2 separate regions of the Mus musculus genome follow, and region 1 is linked to region 2. A link is a contact called in public promoter capture Hi-C data. All regions are on one chromosome and are shown on one strand. The core of a region is the stretch at or near the end of the contact, and the rest is flanking DNA. Distances in the headings are between cores, read along the strand shown.

Evidence for each region. Promoter capture Hi-C pulls out the DNA fragments that hold promoters and counts their contacts.
Region 1: a promoter capture Hi-C map of hippocampal neurons shows a contact between it and region 2, with 6 times the contacts expected there. The contact joins the enhancer-like site here to the promoter of Pik3c2g in region 2. A contact is called at or near these places in 8 of 39 promoter capture datasets (the 3T3-L1 cell line, 3T3-L1-derived adipocytes, cranial neural crest and 5 more) and 1 of 9 other capture datasets (embryonic stem cells).

Annotation. Positions count from the first base shown.
Region 1 is chr6:140,463,536-140,466,327 of GRCm38.p6, forward strand. The region is part of intron 3 of Plekha5 (pleckstrin homology domain containing, family A member 5); the gene reads left to right. Among named protein-coding and RNA genes, the nearest start is that of Plekha5, 41 kb to the left of the region's middle. Within about 2 kb of position 1,531, at least 70 of the 459 cell types and tissues checked have an H3K27ac peak or open chromatin away from gene starts, as enhancers often do. A contact at or near this core is called in hippocampal neurons, where this site is marked.
Region 2 is chr6:139,612,693-139,615,440 of GRCm38.p6, forward strand. Pik3c2g (phosphatidylinositol-4-phosphate 3-kinase catalytic subunit type 2 gamma) reads left to right here and starts at 1,380. Exons shown (of 34, transcript NM_207683.3): 1 at 1,380-1,391.

The DNA of each region.
Region 1 (2,792 bases), core at 281-2,780, 850 kb after region 2:
TGGGGCTCTGAGTTTGGTATTAAGCTATGGAAAAATAATTTTTAATTAAAATTATAAAAAAATACAACATTGACCTCGATTTAAAACTTTTAAAACTGTTGGAAGAAAATATATCAGATAATTTTTGTGATCTTAAAATATGTAAAGATTTCTTAGAAATGATGCCAAAATAGACCATGAAACTTTATAGGAGACTATGTGAGAGGAACAAGATGTGTTTGGAAAAGATGTGTATGGAAGTGGAAAGGAAGCTACTGAAAATGGACAGATGGAAGAACGAGGGCAGAGATGAACTGAAGGGATGAAATAAACAATTTGTAAAGTCCTATAATGAAAACTAAAGCTATGAAATTAATGGAAAAAGAAATGATACCCAAAGTATAGTGCAGACATAGGAAAAATAAGTTGAAATTGTCAAAATTAATGGTGTTTTACATTGTAAAAGAGAGGGCTGGAGAGATGGCTCAGCAGTTAAGAGCACTGGCTCTTCTTCCAGGAGTCCTGAGTTCAATTCTTAGCACCCACCTGGAAACTCAGAACTGACTGTAACTATAACCCCTTAGGATCTGACGCCCTCTTCTGGTGTGCAGATGCAGATGCTGACAAATTACCCATATAAATAAAAATAAGACCTTTAGAAAAAGAGAAGAGAAAGAAAATAGTCTTGGGGAACATATTTGCAGATCATACGAGGCAAGTTACACCCAAGTAACACAATGCAGTGTTCAGAAAACAGCCACTAGGCAGATTCCAATGGTCACTTCTAGAAGTTTGGTCGATGAAAAATGGGAGGTTGCTCAGGCCTTGGAGCGTCACTTAGTAGCAGAGCTCGTTGTAAGTGCGTGCTTGGCCCCATTCCTCCTGCATCACCACAAAGGAAATTGTTCTGCAACTACAGCAGTGCAGATGAAACCCGTAACTAGGAACCAGACCATAACTGCTCAAGACCAAACAGGCCACCGTGGCTCACTAGCACATGCAGGTGTGTGAGGCACAGTTCCTTCCCAGTGCTGTGGGTCATGAACACAGACCCTCTAGAAGCCCCGCACACCAACCACCATTCTCTCAGGTGGTGTTCTCGAGGCGTGGCATCTGTAGACATGTTGAATGGGCCGCAGGCTTTGGGGTTGAGTGCTGGTCCGTTGTTCTTCCCTGCATCTTGCAGGGCTCTTTGTACCTGGGCAAAAGAAGGAGAAAATTATAGCCAAGGTGGCTGCTGATTTCCTCTCTAGCTCATAGCAGTTTGTCACATTTACTAAACTTCCTGTTTCCCCAGGGGTTTTCAGCCCCTACCCATTAGAAGAAGAAAATGGTCTTCACAGAAAAGTATGCTCCTTTCTTGGAGCCAGGCACAAGTAAGGATGAAGCGAGACTGATGCTAGCACCAGCCCTTCCACAGGAATGCTTCGCATTAGCAATAAGACCTCAGAAATGCAAAGTCGCTGTTGGAAGCTGCTGTGTTCCGTGACTGACTCCAAGGAACATGAGGCAGAAGAAGAGTAGGCCTGCTGTAGCCTCAAGTGAGATGTGTGACTCCCAGTGATCCGCCCGACCATGTACACAGCACCATGCATTGTCTGCTGAGAGGCCCAGTGCATTCTCAGCCATCACAAATCAGATATTTAATTTTTAAGTGTTAGAAATGTAAATTTTTCACCTTTCATTCCCATAAACAGAACCTACAGTTGCTATAGCAGCGATTTTTTTTTCCCCACCTACATGAAATTTGAGTTTGAGACAATTATTTTCTCACAGATTTTCAAAGTGTAAAATGAATACACATAGCCATTGCAGCTCAGGAATAATTCCTCAGATGCAAAGTGATTTGTTCTCCATGAGTGAAGCCTGAAAACTCACCCACAGTCCAGTTTGACAGAAGGAGACTTCATGGCGATACAGGGACTGAAGAGCACAAGTGTAGAGAGGCCCAGCCTTCGTCCAGCACCAGAAGAGAAGCATTGGCTCTCAGGGACCAGCTATTCATTAGCTGGTTAGTTGGTCTCTGTTGACTACTTAGAGAACGATTATCATTCGGTGGCCCTAAGGAAGAAGCTTTGCACTTAACTTTTGGTGGTGTTTGATAATGTCGTCTTTTGAAAGCACTCAGCAGTCACTGAGCCCGAACTCTGCCATGCCTCCGTTGTTGCCTCCATGGTACATTTCAGTTGGCAGTGGGGAACAATCAGACCTGTGCCAAATGGTGCTAGTGTGCTTTCATCCATTGTAACTTGCAGGTGCATGTTTAACTCAGAAAGTAATAATTAGTGACTTCTCAGAAAGTATGGATTTTGCCTTTGCTGTGGTGGGCGTTTGTTCCATCATCAATGCCTCTGACTCGAGCAGTGCCCATCATCAGCTTATGTGTGACTAATGGCAGGCCTGCCTTGATGGGCCGACTGTGGGGATGCAAGCTTTGCAAACCAGCAGAACCTTCCTTACAGCAACTCAGGTTGTGACGTGCTTTGTGTGACGTGGTGTGTCATGGTTGGGTTTTAAAAATTGTGAACACTCACCTTCAACCCTAAGAGCTGTCTACTGCCCAAGTTACCATCTCATCGTGTGCTGTGTGCCTTTTAGGAAAGTGTGGGGAGGGTGCTGCTGGCACTCCACGGGCTTGGGATGGAGTGTGCACAGAAAGATGGGTGTGGCTCCTATCTCTGTGTTACACTTTGTTCACAATTCATTGTTCTCTGGTTAAATACAACAGAAAAAGCTGAAACCAGAGATGTGTCCTGTCATTGAGTTAAATACAGGTATATTCAGGGATTATTGAGCCCTGGCCAGGTCAAGAA
Region 2 (2,748 bases), core at 130-2,629:
TCTAATCTACACAAGATGCCTTGCCTCCTTCATTTCCTTCTCATGCCTCCTCCCTCTTCTAAGGGGCGACTGAGGTTTTCTTGGGCACCTGTTCATTTAAAAGAAAATCAAGACCTGTATCCAAAGCAAGGAATAGGAGGCAAGCCCACATTCCTGCATCCCATTGTTACAGTCCAATGAGACAGTGTAACAGCCCTCTCTCTGGAGTCTTGTGACACCCTTATGCACATGTCTGTATACATGCTGACATCTTATCATGTCTTCCAAGTCTACCACGAACTTTTGCTTGCAGTTGCCTGTGGGTCAGCATTTTTATTTCACATTCCAACTTTGCCCTGTTGTGGTAGCTCCTACTTATAGTTTCAGAGCTTGAAAAGCAGAGGCAATAGGATTGCCATGAGTTCAAGGCCAGCCTGAGATACGGATTTTAGAAGAGTGAGAGAAAGAGGAAAAAAAAGAGATATAAAAACATGTGAGGTCTTAAAATATTAGAGTTTTCAATGACAGTTAACTAATTACATATATTTATCGTTATCAACCCATGGATTTAAACATATCTGGCATATGTAACTCATTTTCTATTGTTACAGTTGTGCCTCAAAATGGGGAAGAATCTATTTCAGTTAAAGAGCACCCTTTAATCCTTCATTACATTCTTCACTCACAGAATTATGGTATATCCCAGCTTACTTCTTGCAACATTTACCCTGATATCAGCTTATCTCCCAAGTGATATGGATTTTGCTCTTTTTGAAAATAATATTTTAATTGCATTTATTTGTTGATCATGTATATGTGTATACACATGAATGCGTGCATGCACACCACAGCAAGTGTGTGGAAGTCAGAGGACAACTTGTGCTAGTCTGTTCTCTCTTTCTACCCTGTAAGTCACAGGGATTGAACTCAGGCCCTCAGCCTTGGCAGCAACTGCTGAACCGTCTCATGGCCCCCAGCCCTGCCTTCTAGATATTAACAATTCTCATTGCTACTGATATGTGTCCTATTTGTAGTGCGTTTTATGTCCTATTTAAGGGAAAACTGTGACTCTGAATGCGTAGGCAGGGAGATAAAGCATAGGGACTTGTTCACTGCATAAATTCACCATGATAAGTTCAGGTCTAATTTTTCACTTCAGAGAATATTAACTGTCATGGATATGAGGGATTCTAAGACCATTTGGCAGTTTTATCTGATATCACATAAAATAATAAGCTGAGGATAACAACAACAAATAGGATCATTCACGATTATTAAAGGCTTCAAAATGGTAAAGTCTCTATTTCCCCCACTAAATGAATCTCAGTTGCATCAACAGTGTCAGAGAGGGCAGCCGTATGGAAGCACAGTTAAAATATCTAAGCATCTAAGTTGTCTAGAAACACATGAATGTATTTAGTGGTCATGGCTGTGATTTGCATGTGTGTTTTGTGTCTGATACGACCTCAGAGTTCATCTATTAAAATGTATTTCCTACTGTGAGTTATTTATTGTATGGGTATAAAGTTGATATGACTGTGGTGGTGAAAGTGGGGACTTCAGAAAGTGAAGATTAACTGTTATTATCTTGGCCCCTGGTGGATTTATGTGAAGGGACACACATACATGTGCACACTTGCACACACACACACACACACACACACACACACACACACACACACACACCTTTTCTTATCCTCTTTTGCTCTAGGGCTTTTCCCTGAGGGAAGACCATTACCAGATACAGGCCTTATTCTCACATTTGCCAAAACATGAGACAATACAAACCCTCTATTTGTGTAGCTTCAAAATCTATACAACTGCTATTGCTAACAGAAGAGGAGCTTGCATCTTCCTAGCTGTACTTACATTGATGTATCAGTCATTTTGATTGCCCAAAAGTCATTCCCCAGGAGTTTATAAATAACATGTCTTCCCTAGCCATGACAAGGTGGGAAGTTTTAATTATCCTTTTAGGTTCTAGGTCAATTTTCTTCCCTTAAATATATCATATCTCAGATCTCCATTTTCTTGCACATTGTATTGCTGTCAACATCTGAAGACACTAACTCTCCTAGGGTGTTTGAAACTGTGTAGGTGGTTTTTACTCAATAACTCAGCACCAAGGGCAGCTTGCTGTTGACATATTGTTTGCTCCTTCATTTGCTTCAGCTTTCTCCTTCTGAGCTTTGCACCTCCTCTGTCTCATCAGCTCCTGTGTGTCCTCCGCCACAGTTTTCCTTGTGGCTTTGCAAAATCAATACCCTCTGATTGGAAAACAACAGTTTGCAATATGTCCCAGTCCTGTCTAGAACTCTGTGCTGTTGAGGCTATGCAGGTTGTGTCTTCTTTGACTAACCCTCTTGCTTACACAAACAGTTTTTGTGTAAAAGAAATCTCTGGACATCAAGCAAGTTGTTGAAAATAAATTCTCAAGTTCCCTCATCTATTGCAAGCAGATTTGATAACACAAGTATGAGGGGAGGGCTATGCCTGCTTGTTGTCCATATGGAAACAGTTACCTCAACTGCTTCAAACTCTCCTTGTCCTGAGATTCTCTCTAGGACAGGCTTGTCTGACAATAGGTAAAGTATTGCTGGTTCTATCCGGTTATGTGTAAGCACTAAGCAGTTGCAACAGGCCTGTCTCTAGAGCTCTCAGGATACAGATATGCTCCCTGGCTCCCGGCTGGCCTAAAAAAAAAGGCATACTGGTAGATCATCTCTCAGAGCCTGTACACAAGAGCTGAAGGCTATCTTTATATTGCCA